2 separate regions of the Pan troglodytes genome follow, and region 2 is linked to region 1. The links are chromatin contacts, called in public HiChIP or PLAC-seq maps. All regions are on one chromosome and are shown on one strand. The core of a region is the stretch at or near the end of the contact, and the rest is flanking DNA. Distances in the headings are between cores, read along the strand shown. Region 1 holds the start of FCSK (fucose kinase). Region 2 holds the start of ST3GAL2 (ST3 beta-galactoside alpha-2,3-sialyltransferase 2).

What was found. HiChIP or PLAC-seq counts read pairs in DNA pulled down with a chosen protein or histone mark.
Region 2: an H3K4me3 HiChIP or PLAC-seq map of stem cell-derived excitatory neurons shows a contact between it and region 1, with 4 times the contacts expected there. The contact joins the promoter of ST3GAL2 here to the promoter of FCSK in region 1. A contact is called at or near these places in 2 of 7 Hi-C or Micro-C datasets (induced pluripotent stem cells and stem cell-derived neural progenitor cells) and 1 of 1 datasets of contacts at active chromatin or transcription factors (stem cell-derived excitatory neurons).

Annotation. Positions count from the first base shown.
Region 1 is chr18:72,225,136-72,231,672 of NHGRI_mPanTro3-v2.0_pri, forward strand. FCSK (fucose kinase) reads right to left here and starts at 3,053. Exons shown (of 21, transcript XR_010152451.1): 1 at 2,791-3,053.
Region 2 is chr18:72,283,662-72,290,198 of NHGRI_mPanTro3-v2.0_pri, forward strand. It overlaps ST3GAL2 (ST3 beta-galactoside alpha-2,3-sialyltransferase 2), which reads left to right and starts at 2,990. Exons shown (of 6, transcript NM_001037307.1): 1 at 2,990-3,328; 2 at 6,343-6,536. The coding sequence starts at 2,990.

The DNA.
Region 1 (6,537 bases), core at 1,803-4,302:
GATGCGCACTTGTAGTCCCAGCTACTCAGGAGGCTGAGGCAGGAGAATCACTTGAACCCAGGAGACGGAGGCTGCAGTGAGCCAAGATCACGCCACTGCACTCTAGCCTGGGCAACAGAGCGACTCTGTCTCAAGAAAAAAAAGAAATGCCCCAGAGAGTCCAATGGCCCAGAAGTTCTGAGCCCAGTCTTCATCTCAGCATAGTGATAGAGAGACATGGGCAGGTGACAGGTCATGGCCAGAGTGGGGAGAGTATCCCTTACTAATGACAGGGGCAGAGGAACAGTCCTGGGTTGCGTATCAGTCCCAAAAGGCTCTGTCCCCATCTCTACCTCTTCCTGCTTCCTGTAGGATCCTGAGCAAGTTACTTAATCTATTTTTTTTTTTTTAAGATGGAGTCTCGCTCTGTCACCCAGGCTGGAGTGCAGTGGCGCAATCTTGGCTCACTGCAACCTCCGCCTCCCAGGTTCAAGCCATTCTCCTGCCTCAGCCTTCCGAGTAACTGGGACTACAGGCGCGCACCACCAAGCCTGGATAATTTTTTGTATTTTTAGTAGAGACAGGGTTTCACCATGCTGGCCAGGCTGGTCTCAAACTCCTGACCTTGGGATCCGCCCGCCTCGGCCTCCCAAAGTGCTGGGATTACAGGCGTGAGCCACCATGCCCAGCAGTTACTTAACCTCTCTAAGCCTCAGTTTCCTAATCTGAAATTTAAGGCCAAAGACATCAACCTCCCAGGACTGTTTTCAGCATGAAATACAATGTAAAGTATGTGGCACACACCAGTGGCTCAATGAATGATAATACTTCCAGCCAGGCAAGGAAGCAGGAGAGTTTCACCTGTCCCTGAAGGAGGAAGGACTGGAAGCTCTCAAACATTCTCTGAGTTAAAGACTGTCCTGAAGAAGAAAAAAATCAGGGAAGGCCTCAGGAATCAAGCAAGGCTGAGGGACATCCCCTGAGAGATTAACACAAAAGGTAAAATGATACAAGTAGCTAATACATATGGAGTGCTTTTTCAGGCACTATGGCAAAGGCACATCAGTGTCACTTCATATGACCCACCCAACAGTCCTAAGAATTGGTTCTTATCTCACTGAAGCTCTAGACAAGAAAACTGTAGTTTAAAAAGCAGAAACATAGCTATTAGGTTGGTGCAAAAGTAATTTTGGCTTTTGCCATTGCTTTAATAGCACAGGCAGGCTAGGCTTTTGTTTTGTTTTGTTTTTGAGAAACAGGGTCCGGCTCTGTCACCAGAGGGCGGAACGCAGTGATGTGATCACAGCTCACTGCAGCCTCAAACTCCCGGGCTCCAGCGATCCTCCCATCCCAGCCTCCCAAGTAGCTGGGACTATGCATGAGTCCTGCTAGTTTTTTATTTTTTGTTGAGATGGGGCCTCCCTTTGTTGCCCAGGCTGACCTACAACTCCCAGACTCAAGTAATCCTCCCGCCTTGGCCTTCCTAAGTGTTGGGATTACAGGTGTAAGCCACCATGCCTGGCTTTTTTTTTTTTTTTTTTTTTTTTTTTTTTTTTTTTTTTTTTTGAGACAGGGTCTCCCTCTGTCGCCAGGCTGGAGTGCAATGGTGCGATCTCGGCTCACTGCAATCTCCGCCTTCCAGGTTAAAGTGATTCTCCTGCCTCAGCCTCCCAAGTAGCTGGGATTACAGACGTGCACCACCACGCCCAGCTAATTTTTGTATTATTAGTAGAGAGGGGGTTTTGCCATGTTGGCCACGCTGGTCTCAAACTCCTGACCATAGGTGATCTACCTGCTTCCGCCTCCCACAGTGCTGGGATTACAGGCGTGAGCCACCTCGCCCGGCCTTTTTTTTTTTTTTTTTAATTAATAGTTTGCTGGAGTTACACAATCTCAAGAGGTCCTGAGAAAGTGTGCCCTAAGGCCCTAAGGTTCTTTTGTTGGTGGTGGTGGTGGTTTGTTTTGTTTTGTTTTTGAGACGTAGTCTCGCTCTGTCGCCCAGGGTGGAGTGCAGTGGCGTGATCTTGGCTCACTGCAACCTCCATCTCCTGAGTTCAAGCGATTCCCTCGCCTCGGCCTCCCAAGTAGCTGGGATTACAGGCATGAGCCTTGGCGCCCAGCCTCTACCCACTTTCAATACAGCCTCATCTGCTGAGATCAAGTTGAAATATTTTTTAGTGTCCTCAGCCCCACGCTGTCCAAGACTGGGATAGTGTTGGCGAGCCAGAGATAGAATAAAGTACTAAGAACTCTTCATATGAACCTTTTGAAGACAGGTGGGTCAGGGACTGCACATTTTAGAACTTTAAAGAGGAAAAAAAGGCTCACGGAGGACTCTGACTTGCTGCCTTCTAAATAACAGACCGAAAGAAGTTACTTGGGAGTAAAATCGTTTTGTAAATTACCCAAGAGCACATCATTGAGATTTGTGCATAATACTGAGCCCTGGCCGGGTAAACTGAGAGAGGAGAAGCGGCCTCAAAGTAAAATCAGAGCAGCGCCGGCATCCAGGGCCCCACCTGCCTCAGGGTGAGGATCCTCTGAGGCCCGCATCCCTCCCGGTCCCAGCTGCCAGCAGGTCCGGCCGCACCAGCCCGGTCGCGGGGCTCCCCTTGGAAGACCCAGGCCAAGTGGACGCGGGAGCGTAGAAACACCTGTGGGCTCCCGGGGCACCGCAGAGCTCCCGGGGACTCTTCCCTGTCAGGAACCGGGCGGCCCGCGGGTCGACTCGGTGCTCCCAGTCAGGGAGGGTGCACCGGAAAGCTGAGGGGGCGCAAGGGGCGCTGCGGGGACCCTCGCGAACTGACGTACCTGCCGTCGCCCGGCGCTCGGCGCTCGGCGGAGCGGGCTCTTTAACGCGTGGCTGCGCGACCCTCGCGGTGCACTCCGGGAAGTGTAGTTTCACCTCCGCGCCCCCCCAAGGCCGAGCCCCCGTCCGGCAAAAAACACGGTCGGAGCCACCGCATAGGCCAGCGTGGGTGGCCGGGGCAGCGCTTTCCTGAAGGGCAGCGGGGCTGCGATCCAGAAGGGAGATGGGAACGGGGCCGCTCCAGGACCCACGAAACTACAACTCCCAGAGGACCGAAGCGCCTTAAAGACACAGGCCCGTTTCCTGGGACTCCGGGATCCAGGTTAATGTGTAGCTTTTTTGTTTGTTTTCTGGTTTGGGTTTTGTTTTTTTTTTTTTTTTTTTTTTTAACCCCTTCTGGACGGCACCAGGAGCTTCCGCTTTCCTCTGGAGAAAAATCCACTGATGGAGGAAAAAAAAAAATCATGCTTTGCCCAAGCGGAAGCAGCTGCCATTCGATTTGCAATTGGAAAGGTTTGCGCTGGTTTCATCACGTGGATCCTTTGGGAAGAAACTTTCCAACTCCGTAATGGGGAGGGGATCTGCGGACCTTTTGGGAAAGTTGTGAATGGCAGCATTGATTGTCATAGATGACAATTGGAAATACTCTGAGTGTCTCTCTCTAGGTTACTATGTGAAAGGAAAATAAATCTCAGGACCCCAAAGTCACTAAGTCAAAGGGAAAAGTCAAGCTGAGAACTGCATCAGGGAAACCTACCTCCCATTTTATTCCTAAACAAGATAACTACAAAGATGAAAAAGCCAGATATGGCCTGGCCCTCACAATTTGCCCACTAGGAAATTCCTTGTGTGCCCCCAAATCTGTACCCTAAAACAGTTGTGTGGAATTTCAGTGACAATGTAAATTGATAGCTTATCTTCACAGGTGCTGGGCTTTGACAGCACTGAAAGTCATCTCTCAGCTCACCTGAGACAAATGCATATCTCATTGCTTCCTCTGCCCTATGTTTATTTTTTCTTATGTAAAAATGCATATTCACTGAGCTAGATGAATGCATAAGTGACTAGTCCTCTATCCCCCTCTAACATGTGAAAGGCTTATCAAAGACTCAGAAGAATGCAGTCATTTGCCTCTTACCTACCCATGCCTTTAAAAAATTTCCTCTTTCAGGCCAGGCACGGTGGCTCGCACCTGTAGTCCCAGCCCTTTGGTGAGGCTAAGGCGGGTGGATCACGAGGTCGGGAGTTGAAGACCAGCCTGGCCAATATGGTGAAACCCCGTCTACTAAAAATACAAAAATTAGCTGAGCGTGGTGGCGCGCACCTGTAGTCCCAGCAGCTTGGGAGGCTGAGGCAGGAGAATCGCTTGAACCCGGGAGGCAGAGGTTGCAGTGAGCTGAGATTGCACCACTGCACTCCAGCCTGGGCAACACAGTGAGGCCCTGTCTAAAAAAAAAAAAAAAAAAAAAAATTCCTCTTTCCCCAATATCTGACCTTTCCCCTTTAAATATTGAAGCCCTCAAAATCATCTTTGGAGAAAGGTACAGACCTGTCTCCCAGGTGCACACATTCTTAACTTTGGCAAAATAAACTTGTAAATTGATTGAGACCAGTATCTGGTGCTTTTTGGTTTACAACTGGAAAACTAAACTAGGCACATCCATGCAAGACAGATGCTCTATATGTTCAGTAGGGAGTGATGTTCAGGACATCAGGTTAAGGGAAAAGCAGCAAGTTGTAGAGCAATATGTATGGGAAGCCCCTCAAATAAAAAATAATGTTTATGGACAGATAGTGTGTGGATACACAGGAACACGGCTGGAAGCGAATGCATGCTAGGGAGAGATTGCTAAGCGTGGGGACAAGCGGGGAGAACTTGAGCTTTATCTGTATTGTTTGAATTTTTCTTACAAGAATGTACTTTCCAAATCTGTTGTTAATAAGGAGCCTAAAGCCGGGCACAGGTGCTCACGCCTGTAAACCCAACACTTTGGGAGGCCAAGGTGGGAGGATGGCTTGAGCTTGGGAGTTTGAGACCAGCCTGAGCAACATAGCAAGACCCCGTCTCTAAAATATATATAAATTAGGGCCGGACGAAGTGGCTCATGCCTGTAATCCCAGCATTTTGGGAGGCCAAGGCAGGCAGAAAACTCGGGGTCAGGAATTCAAGATGAGCCTGGACAATTTTTTTGTTATTGTTGTTGTGAGACAGAGTCTCACTCTGTTGCCCAGGCTGGAGTACAGTGGTGTGATCTCGGCTCACTGCAACCTCCGCCTCCCAGGTTCAAGTGATTCTCTTGCCTCAGCCTCCTGAGTAGCTGGGATTACAAGCATGTGCCACCACGCCCAGCTAATTTTTGTATTTTTAGTAGAGACGGGGTTTCACCATGTTCAGGCTGGTCTCCAACTCCTGACCTCAGGTGATCCACCCGCCTCGGCCTCCCAAAGTGTTGGGAGTACAAGCGTGAGCCACCGTGCCCAGCCAGTGGCCAATTTTTTTTTTTTTTTTTTTTTTTGAGACGGAGTCTCACTCTGTCTCCCAGGCTGGAGTGCAGTAGCACCATTTCGGCTCACTGCAAGCTCTGCCTCCCAGGTTCATGCCATTCTCCTGCCTCAGCCTCCTGAGTAGCTGGGACTACAGGCGCCCGCCACCACGCCCAGCTAGTTTTTTGTACTTTTAGTGGAGACGGGGTTTCACCGTGTTAGCCAGGATGGTCTTGATCTCCTGACCTCATGATGCGCCCACCTCGGCCTCCCAAAGTGCTGGGATTACACGCATGAGCCACAGTGCCCGGCCGCCAATGGCCAATTTTTTAAATACAAAAATTAGCCAGGCGTGGTGGCAGGAGCCTGTAATTCAGTTATTCGGCAAGCTGAATCAGGAGAGTCATTTGAAGCCAGGAGGCGGAAATTGCACTGAGCTGAGATCGTGCCACGGCACTCCAGCCTGGGTGACAGAGCGAGATTCTGTCTCAAAAAACAAATAAAATTAAAAAAATAAATTTACAAAATAATGAGGCTGAGAGGCACTGAGGTCAGTCACAATGGAGATGGACCCTGCTCTAACTCTGTGTAACCATCTATAAAGTAAGTTAATAATAGTATCAAATATCTGAGATTGTTGTGAGGGTAGGATAAATGCTTGACTCCATAGTAAATACTCAAAAAGTATTAACCATTATGATTACCGTCATTATTCCCATCCTGCTCCATTAAAGCAGGATGTTTGGTTTGTTCACCATTGTATCCTCAGGCCTTAGAACAGTGCTGAGGACATGGTAGTGAGAGGTGACAGCGTGCTGGTAGTCCTCACAGCCCTCGTTCGCTCTCCGCGCCTCCTCTGCCTGGGCTCCCACTTTGGCGGCACTTGAGGAGCCCTTCAGCCCACCGCTGCACTGTGGGAGCCCCTTTTTGGGCTGGCCAAGGCCGGAGCCGGCTCCCTCAGCTTGCAGGGAGGTGTGGAGGGAGAGGCGTGGGTGGGAACCGGGGCTGTGCGCGGTGCTTGCGGGCCAGTACGAGTTCCGGGTGGGTGTGGGCTTGGCGGGTCCGCACTCGGAGTAGCCGGCCGACCCTGCCAGCCCCGGGCAATGAGGAGCTTAACACCCCGACCAGCGGCTGCAGAGGGTGTGCTGGACCCCCCAGCAGTGCCGGCCCACTAGCGCTGCGCTCGATTTCTCGCCGGGCTTTAACTGCCTCCCCGCGGGGCAGGGCTCCGGACCTGCAGCCCGCCATGCCTGAGCCTCCCCGGC
Region 2 (6,537 bases), core at 1,740-4,239, 58 kb after region 1:
TTTGATTTTTTTTTTAGCTCCTCCCCATGGCTCCATTTGCCCTCACCACAACAAGCTGAGCATCCTGTATTTGCAGTAACACCTGGACCTGGGGTTCCCAAAGCAAGGGCCTTTGCCAGATGCTCTACTTCTCTGCTCTTTCCAGACATGTCAAAACCAGGGATTTTCCCCTCCCCAACAGGCAGTGCAGTTCCTTCGGGTGCCCCCTGCGTTGATCTAGAATCCCAAGGAGTTAATGACTTCCCTGATTGAGTTGCTTCCTTTGGAAGCCTCCTGTGCCAGCTCTGCCCAGCCCCCGCCTTCAGTGGCCACTGCGGGGCTGCCCAGCCAGAAAACAGGTCTCCCCAGGCAGGACCTCTCGCTCCCATCAGCTGCAAAGTCACTGTCTTCCAGGGCCACCTGCCTCATGACTGGCTCTCCTCAGGTCACAGGAAGCTGGGAGTGGGACCCTGAAAGAACTCGAGTTCTGTCCTTAGATGTTGGGCATGCAGCAGGCAAAGGGAGAATGAGAGGAGACAAGGACCTGGCTTCCCATCTACAGACTGTTCAGCCAAGGCCATGCCTAGAGTGGGATCTGCTAAATGGGCACAGCAGAACATTGGAAGAAGCACCTTTGAGCCAGTGCTGCTGGGGTCTCCGTGGATTAGAGCCAGGAGCCCTGATGAGGCCTGTGGGCGGGGCTTCACTTTCGACCCTGAGAAGCCAACTCCACATCTCCTTCCCTCTCACCCTTGAGCCGTGGGTAGTTCAGGGAGGCCACAGCCTTCTTTCTGTGCCATGGCCTATCCCAAAGTCACCTCCACTCACAACGTCGTGACCTTAGGTAAGTTCTTCTACTTTTGTGAACATCATTTCCCACCCAGAATAATGTCCTTACTGCAATATGCTCGTTCCATTCCCTGCTGGCTTTGTGGCCACAAATGGAGGGGCAGCTAGGTTTCTTGAACACAGAGCCTGAGAGGCCTTGTCTGCAGCTGCTGGAAGCAGCCAGGAGACCCCAAAAGTGGGCTGGAGACTTCAACAAGGACAGGCAACAGGGCTGCACTGAGAGGCCCAGGGGCTAGGTCAGCAGCACCGCTAGGCAGATTTGGAGGGGAGCTGGGGAGAGGCGAGGCAGCCAGCTTTGCAAGATTCCCACGGCACACAGCCAGTGCTCAGGGGTTCCCTTCTCAGCGTTCCTCTCACCTGGTGTGGCTCCCTCACGCCTGGCATGGATCCGAGCTCCTTTCCTTATGGCTGAGACCCAAACTGCCTACAAGTGGCCTTTTCTCCCTGTTCTTGCCTGCAAGGGCCGCATGAGGCCTCAGGCTGTCAGTGCTACCAGGGACCCTGGCATTCACTTTGTCCATAATGTACAGATGGATGTAGACAACTGCCCTCAGGGCTGTCCAGGGGCAGGACCAAGCCCAGCAACCACACCTCCTGACACAGCCAGGTTCTCCCCCAACGGCGGAGCTGACAGGACTGTTCATGGTTCATTGAGTGGACCCAGCAATGCCTCATTGATAATCCACAGTCGAGAGAAGAGGGGCGGTCAGAGACCGGCCAGCCCTCCCTTCTGATTGGGAGAGGCCTCTGCAGGCACTGACAGGCTCCAGAGAGTGCTGTGGGGGGCAGTCAGTGTCCATAGTCCCCTGGAATCTTCTCTGGGCTGTTTTCTCTGACTTTTCTCCTGAAATTAACTGTACATAGCTGGGCTAGGAACTCTCTAAATCTGAAAGCATGTGGCTTAGGGAAAATCACTTGACTCGTTTACCTTCTGGCTAAGAAGTGAAGACTCTGGGCTAATCTAGTCCTCCAGGCCCTGGAGTCCCACAGAGCGATGCTATCTGTGCAGCTAGAGGGCAGAGCCCTTGGTCATGTCCACCCTCTGATTAAGTGGGCATCTCCTCTCCTGCTAGCTTTGGGGCTTGGGGTGGGGCTGGGACAAAGCCTGGTGCCCGTGTGATTCATCCGCACATTATTTCTCCTCTCTGCCATTCTAGGGTCGTGCTGCGGCAGCCTGGCGCCCGACATGTGAAGGGGAACCTGCCAGGGGATTACTGTGAGCTAACAGCAGGATAGGCTGGCCCCGGGGGAGTGGGGATGGGCAGAACCCGGGCCAGGAGTATTAGGAAGGAGACCTGGACCCTGGTGGGGAGCTCAGCACAAGCTCGCCTGACCCAGATGGTATTGGACACAGTGCCCCGCTGAACAGCAGCTGTTCCCAGCGCCAGAGGACCCCACAGTCACAGTAGGAGCTTTGCGACCCCTACGCAACTGCAGCTGGGGCTGGGGCCACCAGGAGAAGGGACCAGCACCTCAGATGGGAAGCAGAAGGGCAAGACCTACTGCGGAAAGGATCTCGATCTCTGCAGCGGGGTTTTCCCACACTCACAGAGCTTCCTGTTTTTGTCCTCTCAGGGTTGGGGTCTGGCTCCCCTCCTCTGGCAGAGGTTTTGGGCCAGGAGGTGGGACAACGCTTGCATGGAACCCAAGTCCCCTGAAGTCCATGTGCTCTCTGTTGTGATTGGAGTTCTAGGGCTTCCCCGCTGCCGGGAACGAGGGGCCGCCTCATTGTCTGCTCATGAACCACAAGGACCCCGACTGCTCCAGACTGGATTATTTCAAGCCGCCAAAGAGGGGGACCCCTAGAGCTGGCAGCCAGCAATCCCAAGGGACTAGAGGGCTGCAATGGACTGACCTCCCCCTCACCAGGGTGGCAGGAGAGGCAGAGCCTCTGTGGCCTAGCTAGTGACGGAGAGACCCGATGAAGCCCTAAGCAGGGGCCCCGCCTGACTCAGGGGCAGGACAGCCACTCCTGCCAACGTGTGTTCTCCCTACATTGAGGGAGGGCATGGCAAGGGACCCCTGCCACTGTCCCCTGCTGCAGCACGTGACCCTATGCCCTTTGCATGTGGTGCCAGAATAGGCAGGCTACGCCGTGGCTGGCCCCTCAGCGGGCTGGGAAAAGAGTGGCCACGGTGACCGCCACCCGCCTGCCGGCACCATGAAGTGCTCCCTGCGGGTGTGGTTCCTCTCCGTGGCCTTCCTGCTGGTGTTCATCATGTCCCTACTCTTCACCTACTCGCACCACAGCATGGCCACGCTCCCCTACCTGGACTCGGGGGCCCTGGATGGGACGCACCGGGTGAAGCTGGTGCCCGGCTATGCCGGCCTGCAGCGCCTCAGCAAGGAGAGGCTCTCGGGCAAGAGCTGCGCCTGTCGCCGCTGCATGGGCGATGCCGGTGCCTCCGACTGGTTTGACAGCCACTTTGACGGTAACATTTCCCCCGTCTGGACCCGAGAGAACATGGATCTTCCACCCGATGTCCAGAGGTGGTGGATGGTAAGAGCTGCTGCTCCCTTCCAGGGATCTGTCCCCCAGTTTTAGAGCCACTCAGAGCCCCCTCTTGGATTTCTGGCCCCCAGAGCCTTGACAAAATGCCTGTTTGACCAAGCCATTTATAGGATCACAGATTACTGAAGGGCAGAGCAAGCATTGACCTGATGGAGGGGGCTAGTATTTTCTAGTGCCTGTAGGACCCGAGCATAGGCCAGAAATGCCTCCTGGACCAGGCAGGCAGCAGGGACACAGGGAGCAGGTGGGAGTGAGGAGTACAGCCATGGGGGGCCTGCCCCAGAGGAAGGAGGCAGCCGCCCCTAGGCCCCAGCAGTTGTTGCTGCACAAGGCTGGATCTGGGTTTTTTTTTTTTTTTTTTTAAGAAAACCTAGAAATCCAGATTTTAAAACTAAATATCCTAATTTATGAACATTGGCTCAAAATAATTGTTTTTTATTTGTTTGTTTGTTTTTTGAGATGGAGTCTCATTCTGTCGCCCAGGCTGGAGTGCAGTGGCACAGTGACGGCTCACTGTAACTTCTGCCTCCCAGGTTCAAGTGATTCTCCTGCCTCAGCCTCCCGAGTAGCTGGAATTACAGGCATGCACCACCTCCCTCAGCTAATTTTTTTGTATTTTTAGTACAGACGGGGTTTCACCATGTTGGCCAGGCTGATCTCAAACTCCTGACCTCAGATGATCTGCCCGCCTCAGCCTCCCAAAGTGCTGGGATTACAGGCGTGAGCCACCATGCCCAGCCAAAATAATTGTAAATACCATGAGAACAGAGCCCCTTTCTTGGTTCTTTACAACTGCTAGAAGACTTTTTACTGGGCTGGGATAAGAAAGCCTTGTAGGGAAGGCCGGTCGTGGTGGCTCACGCCTGTAATCTCAGCACTTTGAGAGCACGGGGCGGACGGATCATGAGGTCAGGAGTTCGAGACCAGCCTGACCAACGTGGTGAAACCCCGTCTCTACTAAAAATAAAAAAAAATTAGCCAGGCATGGTGGCGCGTGCCTGTAATCCCAGCTACTCAGGAGGCTGAGGCAGGAGAATCGCTTGAACCTGGGAGGCAGAGGTTGCAGTGAGCCGAGATTGCACCATTGCACTCCAGCTGGGCAACAAAGTGAGACTCCGTCTCAAAAAAAAAAAAGAAGAAAAGAAAGCCGTGCAGGGACTACTTAATCTATTTTATGAAATAATGTGTTGTCTGATTCTAGAGTTAAAAAAAAACAAGCAATGAAAAGAACCCTCAGGGGCTAAGGGAGGTGAAGGGGTGGGGCTGGGGGGGTCCTCCCTGTCTTTCCAGTCATCACTTTTCTGCTACTTTTAATTCCTTCTACCTTGCCCCAAGGCTCTGGAGTGTCACTCCCCAGGCTCTGCAGGCCATCTCGTTGCCACACATGTCATGGGTGGAGCCATGTCAGCACTGAGCCCCTGCAGGCTCCCAAGCTGCGAGGGATGAGCTCATGTGATCATGCTTATCAGAATGATGTCACAGAACCTGCCTTCCAGCCTAGACTGTCAAGAGTGCCCGAGGACCAGGGTCTGCAGAGCTGGGGCCACTAGGAGCCCCGTGGGCTCTTACTGTGACAGCGTTTTTTTGATACAGGTTCTCACTGTCTTTGCAGTGGCCACAGTCTTGACTCACTGCATCCTTGACCCCCAAGGCTCGAGCAATCCTCCCACCTCAGCTTCAGAGTAGCTGGGACTACAGGCACGTGCCACCACGCCTGGCTAATTTTTATATAGGAATTCTCATCTTGGAGCCAAGCTCCCTCTACAGATCAATCTCCCATCCCCTGAGCAGGCCCTGCTCACCCACAAACCCATCAAGTTATGGCTCCATCCACATAATGTTTTATTTTATTTTTATGTGGGTTTTTTTTTTTTTGAGTAAAAATAATTCCAGCACTTTGAGTAAAAGTAATTTACTTTTGAGTAAAAGTAATCCCACCACCTTGGGAGGCCAAGGTGGTGGATCACCTGAGGTCGGGAGTTCGAGACCAGCCTGACCAACATGAAGAAACCCCATATCTACTAAAAATACAAAATTAGTTGGGTGTGGTGAAGCATGCCTGTAATTGCAGCTACTCGGGAGGCTGAGGCAGGAGAATCCCTTGAACCCGGGAGGCGGAGGTTGCGGTGAGCCAAGATTGCGCCATTGCACTCCAGCCTGGGCGACAAGAGTGAAACTCTATCTCAAAAAAAAAAAAAAAAAAAAGAGTATTTCATTTTTCTTGTTTCATATGAAATCCTTATTTTCAGTGTGTCTTGAAAAATGGGAAACTTTGGCCCTTCTGGGCTCATGATCCCACGTGGCAGCAATTGGCTGAAGTTGCCTCTCTTTGCCGGGGCTCAGATCTGTTGGCTGTGGACCTTACCTGCCATTTCACTCCTGTGTGGCACTTGCTGGGCCTGTAAGCATCTGGTTGGTGCTGCCTCGTTTCATGGTCTTTGACCGTTAGTTGGTTGGTACAGGTCTCGCTGGTAGGAGGGGACACCAGTTTTATTCCAGCCATTCTGGCTCTGAAAGAATTTATCAGCCTCTCTGCCCTTCCCTGGGGCTCAGGGAGTGGCTGGACTGTCACCCTGGACGTGGCTTCTGCAACCCCAGTCCTCAGCCTGAGTGCCGGGGGCGCCCCCTGTAGGCTGACCAGGAAGGATCCCCTGAAGGAGGCTGCTCTGCTCCGTGGCCCAGGCCTGCAGGTTCCCAGAGAATGTGTGAAAGGCACCTTGATCCCTGAGCCCCTTCTAGTGCATCAGAGCTAACTGTGACTAGCAGGGCACCCAATCTCTGGACATTGAGACTCACTCACAACCGGGGACTTTGCTGTCGTTGAGAGAGGGAGAGACCCTCACTGCCCAGAGGAAAGAACCCCTGTTCCCTGGCAGAGCCCTGGATAAAGAGGCCTGTGCCCAGACACAGGATAATGAGGGCACAGGAGTGGAGGCCGGGGCCCCTCCTTCTTCACACACCTCTCCCCTTCCTCGTTTCCCATCTTCCCCTCCCTTCCACAGATGCTGCAGCCCCAGTTCAAGTCACACAACACCAATGAGGTGCTGGAGAAGCTGTTCCAGATAGTGCCTGGCGAGAACCCCTACCGCTTCCGGGACCCCCACCAGTGCCGGCGCTGTGCCGTGGTGGGGAACTCGGGCAACCTGCGGGGCTCTGGCTATGGGCAGGACGTGGACGGGCACAACTTCATCATGAGG